2 separate regions of the Xenopus laevis genome follow, and region 2 is linked to region 1. Evidence: chromatin contacts called from public Hi-C data. All regions are on one chromosome and are shown on one strand. Each heading gives the region's core, a stretch centred on a gene start, on an enhancer-like site or on the middle of the called end of the contact. The rest is flanking DNA. Distances are from core to core; before and after follow the strand shown.

Evidence for each region. Hi-C and Micro-C count contacts between places; a contact is called where the count stands out from the background.
Region 2: a contact with region 1 is called in a Hi-C map of the XTC cell line, with 3 times the contacts expected there. The contact joins two enhancer-like sites. A contact is called at or near these places in 3 of 4 Hi-C or Micro-C datasets (the XL177 cell line, the XTC cell line and animal cap).

Annotation. Positions count from the first base shown.
Region 1 is chr5S:11,764,359-11,770,206 of Xenopus_laevis_v10.1, reverse strand. coq8a.S (coenzyme Q8A S homeolog) reads left to right here. Exons shown (of 15, transcript NM_001097842.1): 10 at 59-152; 11 at 2,762-2,903; 12 at 5,150-5,257. Among protein-coding and RNA genes, the nearest start is that of coq8a.S, 46 kb to the left of the region's middle. Within about 2 kb of position 3,231, at least 1 of the 7 cell types and tissues checked has an H3K27ac peak or open chromatin away from gene starts, as enhancers often do.
Region 2 is chr5S:11,816,197-11,822,044 of Xenopus_laevis_v10.1, reverse strand. No RefSeq gene overlaps it. Among protein-coding and RNA genes, the nearest start is that of coq8a.S, 6.0 kb to the right of the region's middle. Within about 2 kb of position 2,519, at least 1 of the 7 cell types and tissues checked has an H3K27ac peak or open chromatin away from gene starts, as enhancers often do.

The DNA of each region.
Region 1 (5,848 bases), core at 1,982-4,481:
CTAGCACAGGCCATGATACCCTTTCTGATTTAGAGTTTGCCATTTATCTTTTCCCAAGGTCTATTTCCTGAGCATTTGATTGAAGTGCTAAGCAGAGAATTGGCCCTGGAGTGCGACTACAAGAGGGAGGCCGACTGTTGCAAAAAATTCAAGTAAGTTCTGCATCCTAGTGAGACAATGATTCTGGAGTGACATAGGAGAGGTGACTGTTTTACCGACTGGTCCATTTCAAGATGCATCTAGTGAATAGACTCGGCTGTGCTGGGAAAATAAATCACATTTTTAACATGCCCCCCCCTTATTTAGTAGTTTTTCCCACAGAACACTATAATGGAACTGATCTGGTTGAGAGGCCAGCTTAGTGAAAGAGGAGGAGCAGCAGTAGGGACGGTGTGTCCATAGTCATTGCATCAGGCTTAAAGGAACAGTATCATCAAAAGTATCATAAAAAAGTGTTTTAAATTATTAAAAATATAATGCAGTGTTGCCCTGCACTGGTAAAACTGGTGTGTTTGCTTCAGAAACACTACTATAGTTTATATAAACAAGCTGCTGTGTAGCCATGGGGGCAGCCATTTAAGCACAGGATACACAGTAGATAACAGATAAGTACTACTATTGTTTAAATAAATAAGCTGCTGTGTAGCAATTGGGGCAGCCATTCAAAGGAGAAAAGGCTCAGGTTACACAGCAGATAAGCTCCGTACAACATAATGGTGTTATCCACTATTTAACCTGTGCCATATAGCCTTTTTTCAACTTCCGCCATGGCTACACAGCAGTTTGTTTATATGAACTATAGTAGTGTTTCTGAAGGAAACGCATCCGTTTTACCCGTGCAGGGCAACTCTAGATGATATTTTCATTACTTTAAAACACTTTAATTTTTTGGTGTTGCTGTTCCTTCAAATGCTGCCACACAGGAGGGGATTTTCCTGGTTTCTGATAAGAAGTTCTCAGAAGTCTCATTTGCAGAGTGTGAAGTATCCCATGTTCCTTTCTGATGTATCAATCACACCGGCTTGCTTTCCCCTGCTAAGATTTCACTGTGCTGAAATAACACGAGGGGAATTTACTACTAGATGCTGACCTTGAAAGGGGCACAGCTGGTATTTATTTTTAATCTATCAACAATTACTCTGCAGCTGCAGATCTAAACTCTGCACTGGTAGCAGGTTGTGTGGTGTCGCTGCTGCTCATTTCTGTTGCTGTGCTTTGTAAGTCAGCTAGGGTTTAGGTTATAATTAATATACACCTGTTTCCCGGCTGTTCCTACAGTAATGGGGGGACCCTCACCACTTGGTTTGAGTCCCAAAGATAAGCACAACATTCTTGTAGCCCAGCTGACTTCAAGGGAAGTATTGTTTCCAGCACCAGGAACCGTAACTGGTCACCCGTGTGGCCCTGTTCCTTAAAATGCCTAGAGAGTAACAATGCCAAATTACCAGATTTAATGGTAGATTTATGTTGTGAAATCCTTGACTTCACTTTTTGGACAGTTTCCCCAACATACAGTATATCTTACCACAGGGGCATACAATAACATATACCACAAATTGGGAAAGGCAGGTGTGATATCCTCTAATCTGCACAATCTCTCCTGTGCTTGGATGTACAAAAGTTTTTCCCTTTATCACATATTTACATTGTGTGCAATTTAAACCTACCTGTATTTCTGATACCCAAAAATGTGTTATTTTGTGTATCTCCCTTTTGTACTAGGGATCTAGATACTACATTTCGGCCTACCCTAAGGCCTTTCTCAAAAGTTAAGACCTGAGAGTGCTGCTGATCTTTTTGGGAAAAAATAAATAAATAAAACATCTGAAACTGGATAGAAAGAGTCTTACTGTTCAACTGTTCATGATTAAAATGTGACTTCATATACTGCCGATTGTATATTAGGAAATGCATTTTTAAGAATTTCTTCTTTTCCTTCCTTCCTTCTTATTTTTTGTACCCCTTTCCCTTAAAATGCTTTGGGGAAAAAAAAAAAAAAACGTGGTCACCGCTATGTCAGGCTGATGGGCTGCCTTTTAGACTGCTCTGTTACCCCAGATAGAGAAGTGTAGATAATGGTAGAGTCCTGCACGGAACCAATTTGTTAAACCCGACCTGCAACCCGCATACTTACCCGCTACCTGACCCGTAAGTACCTTATCCGCGACCCACTGACCATCAAGAAACAGGAAGTGTTGTCATTGTAAACCGGAAGTGACATCATTGGAAGTAGGTGTGATCAGAAAAAAGGCGTAAAAGGCGCTATTGGGAAGACCTGCGACCTGAACGATGACCCGCAAACCCGAAGAACCGCCGACCCGCGTCTTGACCCGCTCCCGAAAAGTCTACCTGCAACCTACAGGGTGCAGCAGGTTTTTGCGGGTACCTAACCTGCTGCATGACTCTAGATAATGGTATTTAAAAAAAAAAAAACAATACATTTAGGGGCCTATTTATTATGCTGTGTAAAACATTGGAGGCAAATATCGCCTGTGATGTACATATCAACAAATCAGTTCTTTTTGGTTTTTTTAACTTGCAGGTGTTTTTTTTTTGCTGATTGATTGCTATGGGCAACATCACCGGTGATGTTTTCTCCAATGTTTTACACTGCATGATAAATAGGCCCCTTAATGTTCTCCATCTCCCCTTGTAAAATGTTATTGATGTTCTGTAATAAACACTGGTATGTAACTGTGTAACCGTGCAATACACGTTCTATTGGCATCTTTAATGATCTGCCTTTTGGCTTTTACCCTAGAGAGCTGCTGAAGGACCATCCTTTCTTTTATGTCCCCGGAGTGATTGATGAACTGTGCACTGGGCACGTCCTGACCACCGAGTTGGTCTCTGGCTTCCCACTTGATCAAGCAGAAGGTCTGAGCCAGGAGACTCGCAATGAGGTAAATCTACATCTCTCTAAATTGGACAGGCAACCTTCAGCCTGTATATGCCCCAATCTAGCTGGGAAAGGCAGCCTTCAGCCTCTATATGCCCTAATTTAGCTGGGAGAGGCAGCCTTCAGCCTCTATATGCACCAATCTAGCTGGGAGAGGCAGCCTTCAGCCCAGTGTTGGACTGGCCTGGCGGGAAACCTGGAAAAAAACCCAGTGGGCCCCAACCCTCATGGGCCCGTGCAGGACCAGACCCCTTTTCTACTTCGCTGCGCAGCACTGTCAGCGTATGTGTGCTGAGCAGCACAGTCAGCGCATTAGCATGTTATCGTTCACACATGAGCACCTCCATGCGTGCGCGGAATAGAGGGACCGGAGGGGGGTACTGGACAGCAGTCCCAGTGGGCCCTGGGCCCCCCAGTTTGACCCTGCTTCAGCCTGTATATGCACTAATCTAGCTGGGAGATGCAGCCTTCAGCTCTGCTGTTTCATGTATGCGCTTTTTTAGAGCAGGGCCAGAAACAGCATTTAAACAGGACCCCGTCTCTGCCGATGAGTGAAACTTGATATAAAGTAGTCATATGGTATTGTAAAACATCCCACTGACAGCTTGTATTGTGGATCTACCTGATTCATATAATCCCACCTTCTTGTATGGGGTCCCTTGCATATCCCTGTGTTATATAATATGCTTCTTGCACCCTATATTGCTTTTTGTCCCGGGAACAGGTTCTCGGATAGCTTTGTTTTTCTATCCCTGCCCAGAGAGATCCGAGAGTAACCCCGGCTCTACTCCAAAGCATAGACCTCTATATTCCGGACAAGCAGTGTAGTTCAATGCTGCTGAACTACAGTTGCCATCATTCCTATATCCCTTTAGCTGCTGGGAGTTGTAGTTTCCTTAGAGCACTGAAGGCTTCCTGAAACCAAATGTATATTTGATTAATCGTCTCTTTGAAAACTGTCGTTTTAAAATCCTCGTTTCCTCCTTTGACCTTCCCTCGTGTCTGACCCGACCAACCTCCACGCAGAAATAGAAATGGGATCGTTTTTGTGATGACCTTGATGCAGTGTGTGCCGAGAGCTTGGCTGAAGGTGACAGATCCAAATTACAGTTGCCACCTTGGATCTCCGCCGTGTTCTGCTTTCCCAAAAATAGATTCCTTTCTATGTGGCACAAGGGACCTGGAAAGTTACAGGCAGTAAACAGGGAGGGAGGAACTAGACAGCGGGGAATACTGGAAGGATCTGGATGATGAGCTGGCTTACTCCTTATAACAACCGCCTGTGATGTTGTGGGTAAAACATGCACTGGATATCGGTTCTAATCCTGAATGGTTACTTTATATTGCTCTATATTTACTTAATAACAGAACAGCCATGCCTTCCCTGAGCTCCGATACCACAGCCCCTTCCCTCAGCCACAAATGACGACGCTGACTTATCTGGACACATTTAGAACTTTCTGGGCTGGAAGAATTCAGACTGGGATATAAACCAGCGATGGGATAGAAGATACTCAATGCTAAAACTATTTCATAGTCTTAATGCTGCTTCTTGCTGTCCTTGCCGGAATAAAGGTGGCCATACACAGGGGGATGTCGCCCAAACAAGCAGATCTCTCCCAGATATGCCCACATTGAGGTGGGTGATCTCGGCCTGACCCTAGGGCCCAACAATCAGATCAGAATGGAGGCATGGGATCACAGGACCGCATCAACGATCCAACGGGATTTTTAACCCTGCCCGATCGGTCTGTCAGCAGTTTTTATCAGCCAGTGTATGGGGGCCTTAAGGGAAGCACAGGCTGTTAACTGTTACTGCATACATTCACATCTTCGTTTAAAGGAATTGTTCAGTATAAAAATAAAAACTGGTTAAATAAACTGTTCCAAATTAAAAAAAAAAAAATTCTAATATAGTTCGTTAGCCCAAAATGTGATGTATAAAGGCTGGAATGACTGGATGTCTAACAGAACACTGCTTCCTGCTTTTCAGCTCTCTTGGCTTCCACTGATTGGTTACCAGGCAGTAGCCAATCAGTGATGTGAGGGGGGCAACATGGGTCATATCTGTTGCTTTTGAATCTGAGCTGAATGCTGAGGAGCAATAGCAAACTCACTGAACAGATATGTCCCACGTGGCCCCCCTTAAAGTTACTTTGACCATACAACTGCAGTTAAGTCATATTTGTACATTATTTGTAAACTCTCTGATTCCCCACCATCCTCTCAAATTAAATTTATTTTTTGCAGATCTGCTACAACATCCTTGTACTGTGCCTACGGGAACTGTTTGAGTTCCGCTTCATGCAGACTGATCCAAACTGGTCCAATTTCTTCTATGACCCTCAGCAACATAAGGTAATTTGCACAGACACTTTACAATGGCCTAGACTACAACACACTGATGGCAGCACAGGTGGATTTAGTATATGTGCAGCCTATGATACTGTGTGGGCCCCGTGGCCAAGGGCCCCTTGTGGTAGCCACTTAGGTTGTTTATATAAAGGGGACAAAATATTAACCTAATAATTTGACCCTATGCTGTGTGTGTGTTTGCCACCAGATGAACTGATTACAGGAGGAGGGCAGGTTTTGTAGCTTAATGGAACACCAAAGTAATGAAAATATCATGTAGTGTTTCGCTACACTGGTAAAACTGATGTTTACTTCAGAAACACTACTATAGTTTATATAAAAAAGCTGCTGTGTAGCCATGGGGGCAGCCATTGAAGCACAGGATACACAGTAGATAACAGATAAGTACTACTATAGTTTATATAAACAAGCTGCTGTGTAGCCATGGGGGCAGCCATTCAAGCACAGGATACACAGTAGATAACAGATAAGTACTACTATAGTTTATATAAACAAGCTTCTGTGTAGCCATGGGCAGTCATTCAAGCACAGGATACACAGTAGATAACAGATAAGTACTACTATAGTTTATAT
Region 2 (5,848 bases), core at 1,270-3,769, 53 kb before region 1:
GGGTCGGAGTCACAGCACTCGATTGGCCAGAAGCTGACAAAAAGGTGAGTTTTGACCAGACTGGGGGCAGGCCACAGGCTTTAACATTGCCGATAAATTTGTAATCCCGGCCTTGGCCTGGTGGCAGCCCAAAACAACCCTAAACTTTGCTGAGAGACAATATTTAGTATTTTACCTGCATGATCTATCTTGGGAAATCCACTATCCATGACCATTCGTCTAAAGCTGGACACGCACGTACCAATAATATCATGTTGTACGATTATTAGGACATGTATGGTCCCCGTCTGATCCTGACCGAGATTTAAGTATTATGGAAATATATTGACAGGGTCAGGCTGGGATGATGGGACAATGAGATACAACACAGTGGGCCCTGCTGACCCCAATCCACTACCCTCTCTCCCCTACTGGCCGATCGTGTCAAGTCAACAAGAAAAAAAAAGGTTTAGGGGCAGACGGGGCTTGCGGCTGGTAAAAATAATGGTTGATCCCAATGTTATTAATAGGGAAAAAAGATAAATATTTAGAAAGGCCTGTATTTTTTTCCAGAAAAGGAGGCAACCCTAGGTGGAGGCAGGGTGTGGCGGCCCCTGACACTGCAACCCTGGTAAACCCCAGACCCCCAGTGTGACAAGCTGCACATTGCACAAACATTGGCCAGTTTAAAATCCATAAATGATCTAACATGGACACCGAAATAACTGCAATCTTACAGAGGTCAATGCGTGGATCATTACTTACAGTCAATGTGCGGATGTAAAACTGTGTCTGTTTCTGAAGAACTTTATTGTATGTGGTAGTAAAGACTATACTGTCTGGAGCAGAAAACTCTCAATGTATAGCAGTTACCGTAATAGAAATATTAGATAGACAAGCTTTCTTTACAGTATATTGATTTACAGCAGTTTAATGTATAGAACAATATATAGAAGTTTGTACATTTTTGTGACCAAGCCTACCTTCTGATTCAAGGCACTTCCACGGGGACGGCTTGTGCGCCCATCAATGCTAATCTCTCCGAGAGTCAAGGCAACAAAACTCTTTGGCGATTATCTCAGTGCACATGTTCAGCATAACATTATGTTTACAGTACATTGATAATATCACGTTACTGTTGGATGAATGGAAGGTCAGGGGAAATAATATCTAATTAAGGAAGCACAATCTTTTCAAGAATAGTATTCTTTCTTGATGATCACGTCGAACTAATAAGTACTAACAAATTGCACCTATGATATTCTAAATAGTAGGAATAAATGTTTCAGTTTTTCCTTCACTTTTTTGCTGACTGTATTTTAGCAATAGCATGAAGTGGATTAAAAATCCTTTTCTATCATGTTAACTGAGCAACACAAACTTGGTTTACACTATATAAGTGATTTAAATATTGCTTCCTGCAGTCTTGGAAATACCCAATCACAGTGTGCAGGCAGGTGTTATTTTGTGGACACTTATTAAGATGTTTTGTATAACCACAAAATCTTATGTATGCGCCAGAATGGGGACCTAGTGCACATGCTTATACACAGGATAAACAACTATAGACCATGAGTAGGGAGGGGAATGAGAAGAGGACAATGACATCTAGAAATAAAGGAATAGAAAGTGAAATATATGACAGGTATGGATGTTTTAAAGGAGAAGGAAAGCCAAATGTTAGGCACCCCAAGTGATTGTATTGACTTACCTGAAACCCCGGTGCCAGCGCTCCTATCAGCAGAAAACTGCACCGGCCTGGGGTTATACCAGTGAGCACCACGGAGCGATCCTCTTCCAGCTTCTTCTTGCTTCTCGCAGCTGTGCATACGCATTAGAGCAAAAAGCCAAACTTGAACTAAAAAGTCGGCTATTTCGTTCTACTGCACATGTGTCTGCCCTGGGAAATTTGAAGAAGGAAGAAGCTCCGTGGTGCTCACTGGAAGAACCCCAGCCTGGGGTTTGAGGTAAGTAAATACAATCACTTAGGGGGGTGCCTAACATTTGGCGCCCCCAAGTGGAAGAAGACTTTCCTTCTCCTTTAATAAACATTTGGAATTTTATCATACAGCTTTTTCTGTGTGGGTGACAGGTCCCCTTTTAAGTCACAGCCTTTCCCTGCAGCCTGTTGCTCAAAAGCCTATTGGATGTTGCTCCCAGTGTCATCAAAGCAGGTGCTTATTTTTGGATTCCAGGCTTGGAGACAAGTTTTAGTTACAAAAAAACCATGTGTACTGTCAAACAGAGCCGCCTATAGACTGCAAGTCCACATTGGGGCTACATAATAGGCAATCATAGCACCAGGAACTTTTTTTATGCTTGTGTTGCTCCCCAACTCTTTTTTCATTTGAATGTGGCTCATGGATAATAAAAAAAAGTTGGGGACCCCTGCCCTAAGATGAGAAAAATGGACAGATATGTCCTTATTCTAGTGTCCACTGAAGAGGAAGGAGGCCAGGGCAGTAACACAATGCCTGGCAGGGTATAAACCAACAGCAGCATGTCAGAGTCCCTCCTATAACACTGTACACAACAGCCTCTCTGTAACGCCACTGTTATCTGTTTTTTTCAGGGTAGCGCCCCTGCCAAATCTTGCGCAACCTGGAAGTCTTGCTACATAGCGTGGCTCATGAACTTCCCTCTGTCCAACCAGCACAAATGTTATTATACTTCACTTACTGTTGCATTTACAGATCCATATACAATTCATACGCTTATACTTGGCCAATGTGCCATTGCATGTATAAAAACCAGTCTACCACGTGTAAAAGAAAAAACTGTTTGCTTTGGGTTGCTGCACTGGTGCAAGTGTTTTCACTTGTATTGTATTTCCTTATCGGCTGTCTAATTGTGAGAATAGACTTGGTGGAGTGAAAAGGTAAAGCTCAGCCTGAAAGCCAGTTAGGGCCATTAGTCTCCCTGATATTCCGATACTCCAGCTTAGGATCAGTTAGAATAAAATTTGGGGTATATATGTATTTATTGCTGGATATTCTTGAAACTATGACTGGAATACAGATACTTTCCTGCTTATTTGTACTCATTTCAGGAGTTTAACAGCCAGGCCAGTAAATAACAGGTCAGGTGACAACCATACATGGGGTTTGAACTTAAAAAGTCTAAACTAGATATTACTAGTAAATACTGAGGCCTAAGGTGGCATCATTGCACAAAATACATGGATTTTTAACCATAAACCAAAGTAGAGACTTCTCCAGTGTCAGACTGCGGGGGTCCAGAGGCTGCCACCTCAGGGGCCCACACAACCCCCCAGCCCCCACAGGAGGGCAGGTAAACATGCAGTTTCCACAGACGTGCAGGTCTGAGTCAGCTGGGCCAACGAGGTCCTGGGCCCACTGGGTTGTTTGTCCATGTCCTGACGGCCCAGTCAGACATTGCACTTCTCACAATGCAGATATGTCAACCTCCCCTATTTTTTTGGACCCTGTCCCCTGATCTCCCTTCACTCATAAGCATGCACCCGATTTCTGCCGATTTCCCACATTTTTACTCCAATTTTCGTCTGTTTTGGTGCACGCGCAGTTGTCACGAAACAGAAAATTGCTCCAACTGCACATGCGCCGATTCGCCTTTTCTCATTCTGAAGATTACTGAAGATAATAATATGGCTGCCGTGAACTCCGCTCAACAGAATCTGCATGGAGGGGGGGGAAGCTAGGCTGGGGGATAGGAGGGTAGGGCTTTTTTTTATCAAGGGTTCGTTTCTCCATTAAGCACCTCTTCTCCAGCATGAACATCCCCAACTTGGCCAGTCTTTCCTCATAGCTAAGATTTTCCATACCTTTTACCAGCTTAGTTGCCCTTCTCTGTACCCTCTCTAATACAATAATGTCCTGTTTGAGTGATGGAGACTAAAACTGTACGGCATATTCTAGATGGGGCCTTAAAGGAGAAGGAAAGTTACGGAGGGATTTTATTGCCAATAGACTAGCTGTAATAGTGCAAGCTAGAATGCTATATTTATTCTGTAGAATGCTTTACCATACCTGAGTAAAAAGCTCTAGAAACTCTCTGTTTGTTTAGGATAGGAGCTGCTGTATTAACATGGTGTGACATCACTTCCTGCCTGAGTCTCTCCCTGCTCTGGGCTCAGATTACAGTAAAGAAGGGAGGGGGGGGGAAGAGAAGCAAACTGAGCATGCTCTTGCCCAGGGCAATGAGGTTAAAACTGAAAACAGGAAGTCTGATACAGAAGCCCATGAGTACACAATAGAAGGAAAGAAATGCTGTGTTTCTTTTGACAGGGGACTCAGAGCAGCACCACTTTGGGGGTTTACTGGTATATTTAGATGGACCTTTCTGATAAGGATTACTTAGTTTTAACTTTTCCTTTTCCTTTAATAGTGCTCTATACAGTGGAAGAATAACTCCCTCCTTTTGTGAATCTCTGCCCCTTTTAATACAGCTCAAGACCTGATTTGCCCTTGATGCTGCCGACTGGCATTGCTTGTTACAGCCAAGTTTAGTATCTACATGGACTCCAAGGTCCTTTTCCATTATGGATTTGCCTAGTGCAGTCCCATTAAGGGTATAAGTGGATATTTTTACATCCCAGGTGCATGACTTTACATTTTGAATCTCATTTGCCACTTAGCTGCCCATATTGGCAGTTTGTCAAGATCCTGTTGCAAGGATGCCACATCCTAGATGGAATAAATTGGGCTGGATAGTTTTGTGTCATCTGCAAACACTGATACATTACTTACAATACCCTCCCCAAAGTCATTAATGAACAAGTCAAATAAAAGTGGGCTCAATTCAGAGCCCTGAGGGACCCCACTAAGAACCTTACTCCAAGTAGAGAATGTACCATTAACAACCACCCTCTGTACCCGATCCTGTAGCCAGTTTCCTATCCATGTTCAAACAACTTCATTAAGCCCAACAGACCTTAGTTTAGAAAGCAGTCGTTTGTGGGGCACAGTATCATACACTTTGGCAAAATCCAAATAGATCACATCTACTGCCCCCCCACTGTTCAGCATCTTACTTACCTCATCATAAAAAGCAATCAATTTTATCTGACATAACCTATCCTTCATAAAGCCATGCTGATTGCTGCTCATAATGCCTTTCACTAGGACATTTTGAATGTGATCCCTTAACAAGTCTTCAAATAATTTGCCCGCCAAAGATGTTAAACATACTGGCCTATAATTGCCAGGCTGAGATAGTAGTAATCCCTTTTTAAATATTGGAATAACATCAGCTTTCCTCCAATCCATTGGTACCATATCAGATGAAAGCGAATCTGAAAAAATCAGAAATAGGGGCTGGTCTAAAACTGAACTAAGCTCTCTTAGAACCTCTCACATTAATTTTTATTAAAACTTTATGAACCAAATACTGAATCAGCCACTAACTAGATTGAGCTGAGCCTACATTACAACTATGAAGTGAGCCTGGGAACTCTGACTCCTCTATTGTATACACTGAAGAAAAGAACAAATTTAGCACATTTGCCTTTTCTGTATCGGTTACAACCATACTGATACCATAATTTAAAGGAACAACACTCTCAACCTGCATCTTTTTACGATTAAAATACGTAAAACACTTTTTGGGATTCTACTTAGCCTCAGCAGCAATGCTCTCCTCTTTTCCTACAGAATTGTGTTTTTACATCATTTCTTATAGCGTTTATATTCATTAAATGCTGCTTCTGTCCTCACAGACTTGTAATATTTAAATACCTTTCTCTTCTTTCCTATTAACTTCTTTCCTTCTATATTAAGCGACATAGGGTGATTCTTGGTGCTTCTACATTTACATCTTAAGAGAATAAATTGAGAACAGTGACAATTTACCATTGTTTTAAATGAGAACCATTTCTGTTCTGTGTTTTTTA